Linked DNA regions of Mus musculus: all the other regions are linked to region 1. A link is a contact called in public promoter capture Hi-C data. All regions are on one chromosome and are shown on one strand. The core of a region is the stretch at or near the end of the contact, and the rest is flanking DNA. Distances in the headings are between cores, read along the strand shown. Region 1 holds the start of Reck (reversion-inducing-cysteine-rich protein with kazal motifs). Region 2 holds the start of Clta (clathrin, light polypeptide (Lca)). Region 3 holds the start of Hint2 (histidine triad nucleotide binding protein 2).

The links. Capture Hi-C pulls out chosen DNA fragments and counts their contacts.
Region 2: a promoter capture Hi-C map of adipose tissue shows a contact between it and region 1. The contact joins the promoter of Clta here to the promoter of Reck in region 1. A contact is called at or near these places in 2 of 484 Hi-C or Micro-C datasets (both in embryonic stem cells), 8 of 115 datasets of contacts at active chromatin or transcription factors (bone marrow-derived macrophages, effector CD8 T cells, embryonic stem cells and 3 more) and 3 of 9 other capture datasets (adipose tissue, liver and pancreatic islet).
Region 3: a contact with region 1 is called in a promoter capture Hi-C map of adipose tissue. The contact joins the promoter of Hint2 here to the promoter of Reck in region 1. A contact is called at or near these places in 16 of 39 promoter capture datasets (the 3T3-L1 cell line, 3T3-L1-derived adipocytes, the HPC-7 cell line and 8 more), 6 of 484 Hi-C or Micro-C datasets (CD4 T cells, the HL-1 cell line, embryonic stem cells and 2 more), 8 of 115 datasets of contacts at active chromatin or transcription factors (astrocytes, embryonic stem cells, forebrain and 1 more) and 3 of 9 other capture datasets (adipose tissue, liver and pancreatic islet).

Annotation. Positions count from the first base shown.
Region 1 is chr4:43,873,887-43,877,384 of GRCm38.p6, forward strand. Reck (reversion-inducing-cysteine-rich protein with kazal motifs) reads left to right here and starts at 1,644. Exons shown (of 21, transcript NM_016678.2): 1 at 1,644-1,819. The coding sequence starts at 1,720.
Region 2 is chr4:44,003,085-44,006,604 of GRCm38.p6, forward strand. It overlaps Clta (clathrin, light polypeptide (Lca)), which reads left to right and starts at 1,359. Exons shown (of 6, transcript NM_001080384.3): 1 at 1,359-1,616.
Region 3 is chr4:43,654,886-43,658,221 of GRCm38.p6, forward strand. It overlaps Hint2 (histidine triad nucleotide binding protein 2), which reads right to left and starts at 1,560. Exons shown (of 5, transcript NM_026871.1): 1 at 1,474-1,560; 2 at 21-161. The coding sequence starts at 1,554. It also overlaps the pseudogene Gm4748.

The DNA.
Region 1 (3,498 bases), core at 394-2,893:
ACATTTGTCACAGCACATTCCCAATAGTGACTCCGCGTGTCAGCTCGGGCACGCCCATTGTCACAAAGGTGCCAGGTGGTGGACATTGGTTGTAAGAGAGGCTGTGCATATGAGGGGCACTTTATGTTTTAGTACCGTCCATTCAGCTGGGCTATGAGCCTAGAACTGTTCCAGAAAGTAAAGCCTTAGTTGATAAGGGAAGAGGGTGGGGCAGAAACGATGTAATACAGTCCTCAGTGGTGTTTTGTTTTGTTGACAGGGTTTCTCTGTATAGCCCTGACTGTCCTGGAACTCACTTTGTAGACCAGGCTGGCCTTGAACTCAGAAATTCACCTGCCTCTGCCTCCCAAGTGCTGGGATTAAAGGCATGCACCACCACGCCCGGCTTGTCCTCAGTGTTTTTAATAAAGAAAGTCTGTTGTTTTGAAGAAGCACAAAGTAGTAGGGGCAGAGTGGGAAATACGTTCAGCCAGTTAGCCCCATGGCCTGAGTTCAGATATCTCAATTATTCACTGGGTCAAGCACTGTCTGAGACATTCTAAATACAATATGAGACTGGGTTCCTGTGCGCTTGATCAGGAAATCAGGGCCAGCCTTGGCTTCATTGTAAACTCAAGGTCAGCCTGAGCTGTATGAGATCCTGTCTTCAAAATAAGTAAATAAACACAATACGTTCATTAATCTTATCAAGAAGGCCAGCATGAGGGTTGGGGTGGGGGGGAGGCTCAGAAGTAAAAATGTCCTCACCCACAGACACGGGGCTAGTCGGGAGTAGTGTACAATCTGGACTCGAGGAGGGTGTCAAGACTTTGTTCTTTTCATTACAGTCATAGTTACCATCTGTCGCAGGAGAAAGCTGCTGTTAGTGACCTGAATAGAGGAATCTGGAAATAAGCAATTGGCTTCACTTCTGAACAGCAAGTCTCTAAACTGGACGAGCTATCTGTTCAAGGGCCAGGTAGCCAGGAAAAAGGGGGGGGTGGGGGGTGGGGGGCGTTTCTCCACAATGAATTCGCTTTGATTCCTAGGTCCTCTGGAACATTCTCCGGAGTAGCTGCTCAAAGATTCATCTCCAAATCCTCTCGAACCAATTCTGAATTTCAAGGCTCTCTAAGTCTAGTCATACAGGCTGCCCTGACCCTTTCTCTGAGTGCAATAGGTATTAACAGCGAAGCCAGCCTGTGAATCCGTGCCCTCAGCAGAGCCCTTTGGCTTTGAGGGGAGGCCAGGTAACACGCCTTCTTTAGGTCGAGGCAGCCTTTGGACAGGATAGTAAGAGTGTTCTGGAGGATTCAACTAGGGGTGCACGCCCTACAGTTCAGCTTTGACTTAGCCCTTGCAAATCAGACGGACCTGCAGAGTGATCTCGGCAGGCCAGTCGCCCCTGAGCTGCGGGCTCCCCACCCCCTATGTGCCCCGACACGGGACAGAGGCATTCCACAGGGGTCTCCAGCCTCTGACTTCCCGTTTGAAGACCGCAGCCCGGGAGCCCGAGTCCGAAGGCGACACACAGCTGGCCCATAACAAAGAGCCAGGGTCCAGGGCGCGCTGCCGCCCCCCGGGAGGTTTTGAAAACTCTGAGCGGCCGGGGCGGGGCTTCAGCGAGCCGCAGCCAATCACCAGAGAGCCAAGGCGCCGGGGGCGGGGCCTGGTGCCAGGGGTTGCTACGGCCAGGCTGGGTCCGAGCATCCCGCGGCTTCGGACCCACCCGGCCCGGACATGGCGAGCGTCCGGGCCTCCCCGCGCAGCGCGCTGCTACTTCTGCTGGCCGCGGCGGGGGTCGCGGAGGTGACGGGGGGCCTGGCCCCGGGCAGCGCGGGTGAGTAGCCGCGGGAGCCACGATCGGGGCGGTCCTGAGGAGTGCCTCAGCGCTCCAAGATGGCGCGGAGCCGGGGGCGGGGTGCGCGTGCCCCCAGACCCGCGGGCGGCGGTCAGGAACGCCGGGCTGGAGCCCGACCCGGAGGCCGCTCTCCGCCCTCGTCTTCTTCTCCCTGAAGATCTTGCGAACCCTGGGGTGGTGACTGGGGTTCGAGGCCTTGTTCTGTCACCTCCCAGACAGGGGCCCCTTGCCCTGCCGGACCCTGGTCCCTGGCCAGGGTCCCTGTCAGAAAACAGGGAGGTGCCTGGGCTCCGGATAGCACCGCTGGGCGGAAGGGATACGTAGGTGCAGCTCCCCTGCTGCTGCCCAGTCAGTTGTTGTCACTTGTTAATTTGACTGACTTGGCCTGAGTGGCGGTGAACTTTGATAGGGTCCACAAGGTTGCCTGGCGGGTGCACCGTGGGTCTGAGACCCGGCTGGGGGATGGGGTAAGGTGGGGTGGGGGTTGACTACACATCGATAAATCACCCCGTGGCGGCTTGGCTTCGGGAGAGAGGTGTGTTCTAGGGCTCTGTTAAAGCAGTTGCACCAGAGATGGATGGAAAGCTTGACCGCTTAGGATTGTCCTTCCTGCGCTTGCTCAGCGTTCGGATGTGACACGAACTCGTGCTTCCCGGGACACCTCAGGCTGATAGGTGGTGGAAGACAGGAGCGCTAAGCAGTTTGAATTCAGGCAGACAGGTTCAGAGGAGAGATGCGGGTGGGGCTGCATGTGCACAGAGGAACGTTGACATTCACCTAGAAGATGAGAAAAACCGAGTGTCTACCTATACTAGCCATCGAAAGATGAATGGAATTTTTATAACAAAAGTAACGGAGGAGTGTGTTGCTTACAGGGAGAGGCACTCAGGGGAAAAACATACCCAGTCTCAAGGAAGTTTTCAAGAAAGCCTGAGAAGTTAAAATTAAGGAGTTTTGGTTGATGCTTTATTTATTTATTTATTTATTTATTTTAAAGGAAGGCATTTGAAGAAGATTGTGACAGGAACCTGGGATTAGTTAATTATTTGAATTCTAAATTTAACTATAAACTAGTAAGGAAACCAATAGAAAAGGGACGAAAGAATACTGTGAATTCTTGACTAATCCAGCTTATCTCTCTGTGTTCTAGTTAGTCCAAAGATGTCTAAAGAATACTAGTTACCCCCTTCTTATCCCACTGTTGTGGAGTAGGGCTTTTAGGAAAACTTCAGTAAGTTACTTAGCCTTAATCTTTTTTTTTACTTTAATATCCACATTCTTATATATGGTACCGTCTACATCTATGGTTCTCAACTTGTGGGACGCCACCCCTTTTGGGAGGTCCGATGATCCTTTCACAGGTGTCACCTAAGACCATCAAAGACCCAGAGATGATTATGATTCATAACAGTAGCAAAATTTAAGTCATGAAGTAGCAAAGAAAGCATTTATGGTTGAGGGAGGGTCACCACCACATGAGGTGTGTTAAACGGTCAGAGCTTTAAGAAGGTTGGGTACTTCTGGTTCAAGATTTTACTAAGAGGATTAACTGAGGTATCCATGTATAGCATGTAGAATAGCAGACACCAAAAGGTTAGCTCTTAGATGTATTTGGACAAGCCAGGTGTAGTGGTTTACACCTGCAATTCCTGGAAGGC
Region 2 (3,520 bases), core at 109-2,608, 130 kb after region 1:
ATCAAGGATCTCAACACAAGGCCAGATACCCTGAACTTGATAGAAGACAAAATGGGAAACTCTATTGAACTCACTGGCACAGGAAAAGACTTCCTGAGCAGGAACACCATTAACACAGGCGTTGAGATCAACAATTGATGAATGGAACCTTATGAAACGGAAAGCTTCTGTAAGGCAGAGGACACTGTCATTTGGACAAAGAATTAGGCACAGAATGAAAAAAGATCTTTACCAGTTACGCATCTGACAGAGGGCTAAAACCAAAATATGTAAAGAATTAAACCAATTTCTACCCCCAAACACAACAACCTCTTCCTGAAAATCAAGACAACAAATAACCCAATTAAAAACGGGGCACAGAATAAATACAGTCTCCAAAAGATGAAACATAAATAGCATCTTTAATTTCTTTAGAATTAAATATTCAACATTCTTAGTCATCTGGGAAATGCAAATCAAAACTACTTTGAGATTTCATCTCACACCAGTAAGAATAGCCAAGATCAATAAAGCAAATGACAGCTCACAGCGGTGAGGATATTGGGTAAGGGAAACTCTCACCTACTGATGGTGAGCGTTGGAATTTTTTTGTATACTGTGTGAAGGTGTGTTTCTGTCCTCTTTCACTTGCCTAAAGCAGTCTCTGATTGGCTTTAATAAAGATCTGAGAGCCAATAGCTGGGCAGGAAGTAGAAGGCAGGACTTCCTGGTAGAGAGAAAGGGACTGTGGGAAGACTCATGTGCGGGAGGATCTGTGTGTTGCAGAGTTGGAAGGATTACGTGCTGGGTCCGAGTGAGAGGTAATGGCCACGTGACAGATGTAGATAGAATAAACAGGCTAATTTAAGTTAGACAAGGTAGTTGGGAGGCACCCAACTATAATGCCTGTGGGTCGCAACCCTCTTGAGGTTGTTGAATGACCCTTTTACAGGAGTTGCCTAAGATCATCAGAAAATGCAAATATTTATATTACAATTCATAACAGGATCAAAATTACATCTACGAAGTGGCAATGAAAAGAACTTTACGGTTGGGTGTACCACAGCGTGAGGAACTGTATTAAAGAGTCGCAGAATTAGCAAAGTTGAGGACCACTAACCCACAGAGGCACTTGCTCAGCCGTGTTCATTGCTGTCCTACTCATGATAGCCGGTATCACTGGGTAGTTGGTGATTGTACATTGACATCCTGTGTGTTGGCAAAACAGGAAAGCCCACAAAGATACAGTGTCTGTGAGAGGCAGTTGTGTCTGGAAGAGATGCAGTTTGGGTGTGCCTCTACAGGCCTAGATAGATAAGAATGCTAAAGAATTGAAAGTTCCCGCCCATTTCAAGGCACATTGCTTGGAGGAGGTCTGTGGTCTTTGCTCTATGACCTGAAGCAAAGTCAGCTGGATGGCCTTGAGCTGTTCCACTGTACAGGTGAAATGGTTTGGCCCCCACTGACTTGGCTTGGAGTCACCACCACCACCATGTCCGTGACTCTGCTCAGCCTGGCCAGGGTGTAAGGAGGAGCTAGAGACTTCTTTTATAGCAATGGACCTTTGAGAGAGCTCTGCTCACTTGGACTTTTGGGCTCTCTCTCTTTTTGGCTTGGCTTCATAGAAGGAGATCCAGGTAAGGTAGGGATTTGTTCTTTGGGCTAGCAGGAACCTCAGAGAACCAGTGGGCAGGACATAGGAGAAACAGGATTCTAGGAAAGAACTAAGGAGCCCTCTTGGGTTTGGAGGAGCTCAAGAGAAAGGTAGATTAGCTCAGTACAATGACACAGCTAGAAAGATTTCTAAGGAGCTAGCAGTTTATTGTAGAATCAGGCTTGTAAATAGATCTTTTGTAGTTAAGAAAGTAAAGTTACCTTGCTGAGCTAGTGGGGTTTTACCACAGCTCCTGCCTCCAGTGTTTTTATGGGTATAAATATTAAGTAAATTTAAAAAGATAATTATTACAAGCCAGAAATTGGAAACACCCTTGATGCCTGTGTTAGTCGGGCTTTCTATTGCTGTGAAGAGACACCATGGCCAGGGCAATTCTTATTAAAAAAAAAATGTTTAATTGGGGCTGCCTTACAGTTCAGAGGTTTAGTCCATTATCATCATAGTGAGAAGCATGGCGGCACACAGGCAGGCATGGTGCTGGAGAGCTGGCTGAGTGTTCTACATCTGGATGCAAAGGCAGCAGGAAGAGACAATGAGCCACTAAGCCTGGCTTGAGCTTCTGAGACTTCAAAGCCTGCCCCCTCAGTTAATCACTTCCTCTGAAAATGCCACACTTACTCCAACAAGGCGTTACACCTCTTAATAGGCCCAGTCCCTAGGAGCCTATGGGGCCATTTATTTTCTCTTCCTTCCTTCCTTCCTTCCTTTTCTCCCTCCCTCCCTCTCTCTTTCTTTCTCTCTCTTTTTCTTTCTCTCTCTTGAGAGGTTTCCAATCTTTTTGTTTTTGGATTGGATATTTTCTTTATTTACATTTCAAATGTTTCCCCCTTTCCAGGTCTCCCCTTCAGACCTCCCCACCCCCTCTTCCCTGCCTCTATGAAGGTCCTCCGCCCTGGCATTTCCCTACACTTGGACATCGAACACCCTTGGGCCCAAGGGCCTCTCCTCCCACTGATGTCCAACAAGGCCATCTTCTGCCACATAGGTGGCCAGCACCATGGGTTGCTCCATGTGTATTCATTGGTTGGTGGTTCAGTCCCCGGGAGCTCCAGTGGGGTCTGGCCTGTTGACACTGTTGCTCCCTCCATGAGGCTGCAAAACCCCTCAGCTTCTTCAGTCCTTTCTCCAACTCCTCCATCCGGGACCCCGAGCTCAGTCCAATGGTTGGCTTTGAGTTTCTGCCTCTGTCTTTGTCAAGCACTAGCAGAACCTCTCAGGAGACAGCCATATCAGGCTTCCATCCGCAAGCACTTCCCAGCATCCACAATAAAGTCCGGGTTTGGTGGCTGTATATGAGATGGGTCCCCAGGTGGGGCAGTCTCTGGATGCCCTTTCTTTCAGTCTCTGCTCCACACTTTGTCTCCATATTTCCTCCTGTGAGTATTTTGTTCACCCTTCTAAAAAGCACTGAAGCATCCACATTTTGGTCTTCCTTCTTAGGCTTCATGTGGTCTGTGAATTGAATCTTGGATATTCCAAACTTTTGGGCTAATATCCACTTATCAGTGAGTGCATACCGTGTTTGTTCTTTTATGACTGAGTTACCTCACTCAGGATGATATTTTCTAGTTCCATCTATTTGCCTGAGAATTTCATGAAGTCATTTATTCATTTATTTATTTATTTATTTATTTATTTATTAATTATATGTAAGTACACTGTAGCTGTCTTCAGACACTCCAGAAGAGGGAGTCAGATCTCTTTATGGATGGTTTTGAGCCACCATGTGGTTGCTGGGATTTGAACTCAGGACCTTTGGAAGAGCGAGCAGTCAGTGTTCTTACCCGCTGAGCCATCTCACCAGCCCCATGAAGTCATTTTTAATAGCTGAGTAGTATTCCATTGTGTAAATGTAACACATTTTCT
Region 3 (3,336 bases), core at 310-2,809, 220 kb before region 1:
ACAAGAGGATTGGGCCCCACCTGCTGATCTTCATATAGAATGTCAGCTGGGAGACTCCGGTCCAAAATCCGGGAGAAGATGGTTGGCGATGCTCCTCCAGGAGCTGCTTTCTGGGCCTTGGCCACTTCACTCCCGTCGGACACCCCTGCGTTTCCTCGGACCTGAGGGTGGGGCGGGTGACCCCAAGGGAGAGAGTAATTTCCCCAAACACTTAGTTGAGGTTGGAAGATGCTGGGCTCTGAGTGTTACTAACACCATTCTTCTAAGAACCTATTAGTGCTTTTCACTCCAAGGAAAAATTCCTGACTTTCAGAGCCTGAAGAGTAGGCCAGGTGATGGTGGACCTGGTTACAGAACACGCAGTGATTCCTATGCGGGACTTAGGAGTGCAACTGATTCCTGTAACAGTGCCTGAGAAATCTAGCACTACCCAGGTAAGAAGACCCAGAAGGGCAGTTTCAAGAGTGAGGTTTTCCCCTGGGTGTGGAGTCGTACATTTGTAATTCCAGCACCTAGGTCAGGGAGGCAGGAGGATTGGCTACGTTTAGAGACTCTTGGCTGGTGTGGGATACATAAGACTCTGTTCCCCAAAGCAAGACAACATTGAGGCCTCAGTTCCAACGCTACCCTTGCATACATCAGATGAATGCCCCTGACAACTTCAAAGCATGAATGAAACTCTTTACTGTTTTTAACGTATTTCTACTACACGTTTTCTGATCTTTAAGCCTTGTTACTTGATTTAATGTATTTGTCCTGACACTGGCTGATTTCTCATTTGGGTGTCAAATCTTATTGTGCAGCTTTCCTGTTAGTGTTTCTATGCAGGCCAAGCTGGCGCAGTCCTGGTAATTCTGCTGCCACAGTCTCCCACATTGCTGGGATTATAGGAATGCGCCACCATGCTTGGCTTCTACACTGGACTTTCGGTTCCAGTCATGTGAATCAGCGGAGTTACGGAAGAGTTCAGCTAAGTGAACTAGGCTGTACCTGAGGGGATAATAGGTAGGGATATCCCAGTTTCCCACCGGTTCAGAGAGGGCTGGAGCCAGTGTGTGACACTGAAGCAAAACAGTGGGGTCAATGAAATCGCTGCTGCGTGTGGTGGTGTGTGAAAGATGAAGGAGCAAAACTGGTGCACATTATAGGGTCAGAGGTCCGAGGAAGACAGCCGGCTAGCTCCCAGAAGGGAGCACTCACTTCTTGCAAGGGGCACGGTTGAGGTAAGCCGAGAGCTGGCTCCCGGACAGCAGCACACGCTCCATCTCAACCGAGACGCCCCCCGGCTGTTCCCAGAAGCGGTCGCAGGCAGATCGCTTCTCTCCGGGACTGGAGTCAGACCTGCCCGCCCGCAGAGTCCCGGAATTTGACCCTTGGTCGAGGCAGTGGCTCCGCGGGGATGAGTGCTGCGCGTGCCGGGCCCGGAACGCGCCAGTGCCTGCAAGACCCCTCGTCCCTCTGGCTGCTTCTCACCTGCGCCCCCCGGGCCCCCGCGGCAGCCAGGGTTCTGCGCGCAGCGCGCAAGCCCACGGCCAGCAGCACAGCAGCAGCCATCTTCCTGAGAGTGTCGCCTGCAGGCGCAGCCCCATTGGCCGTGGCCTGCTGGGGGGCGGGTCCCGTCGTACATCTCATTGGCTGCCTCTGCGAACGCAGGGCCAATTTTTGTTTGGTAGCGTGAAAACTCTTTTTCCATTGGGTCCCTACGCAGTTTCACTCTGAGATACATTCCCATTCCATTGGAAGGACTAAACCTGGGGGTGGGATATTCTCCTAATGGACTCAGGTTCGCCACCTTGACCAAGCGCTCGTTCTCGGCCTGTCCCTTTTAGCTCTGGCCCCTCTTGAGGGGTAAGGGGGGTGAAGAGGGCGGGGCCTCGCCACCTGCTGTACAAAAGGCTAAAAGTAGCGCAGACCCATCTCCGCATTGGTCAGGAGGGCGGGGTTCTGAGGACATTCGGTGTTTATTGGCTCCCGAAGAACATGGGCGGGACTCAAGGTGAATTGGGACCTTTTTTTTTTTTTTTTTTTTTTTTAAAATCTGTAGGGTAGGCACCCAGTCTTTTCTTAACAATTTCAGCCTTTGGACCACTGCAAAGATTTAAAACATATCGTATGAAAATATCTTTTTAAAATCGAGATCAATTTCTTCCTGTTCTTGCTCCCACTTACATCAGTTTTCAGGGCATTTTTTTTTCCTTAAACGAGTGAGGATGTATGTTATACTATGCGTTATTCTTTTCTCCACTTCATAAATGGTGGGTGGTATCGTTACCTCTGTGCCCAGCATTTTCAGTGAGGCAGGTCTGATTGTATACACTTTTTTTAAATACAAAAATTGTGTGTGTGTGTGTGTGTATACGCCTGTGGGTTATGTGCATATGGATGCTATAAGGCGTAGGATGTCCTGGCGCTGGAGTTACAGGCTGTTGAGAGCCACCTGATGTATGTGCTGGTAGCTGAATTCCAGTGCTCTCCAAGTTCAGTATATGTCCTTAGCTGCTTAGCCATCTCTCCAGCCCTTAAAGATTTATTTGTTTACATGTGGGTGTATGTGCAAGCCCATGTGGGTGTCTGTAGAGGCCAGAAGAGGGTGCCAAAGATGCCTCCTTAAAGCTGGAGTTACATACACATAGTGTGAGCCTCCTGATGTGAACCAAGTTTAAGTCCTCTACAAGTATAGCAAGCACTGAACCATCTCGCCAGTTCTGCTTCATGTTTTGAAATAAGAAACACAGTATTTCCCTTGAGCAGCAGAGGCAGGAGGATCACTCATGATTTCCAGGCCAGTGTGGTCTACACAGCAAGACTCTGTCTCAAAAAAACACTAGTATCCCCTCACTCCCACCCCTCTAAATACTCACCACCTGGAGAGTTCTGGTCTGGCACAATAAGGTAAGTTACTATTATATCTTTAGAGGCTGTTATGTGTTTGCACATGTCCTGATATATAAATGCTCAACAGTTGAGTATTTGGTGTTTTGCTGTTCTGCAGCTTTTTATGGTAGTAATAAATGTCATGCTCCTTGTTATGTTTTTCAGATTACGGTAGTTTATACACTGCAATGGCCACACACTGTGTCCCCAGTGACCTGATCACAGTAACTCTATTAACAGAATTAGTTTTATATGATTATCACAGCACATACCACCAATGCCGAGACACTCTGGAGTCAGGACAGTCAATCTCTCTTACATAACTATATTATTAGACCTCCCTCCCTGAGGGTTAATATGTCACCATATGATGTTTGCCCTGGGGTCCTAGCGATCTAGGCTGTATCCCTTTCTTTACAAATGGCCTTTCTAAATATGAGGAAATGGAAGGCCACCTTGACC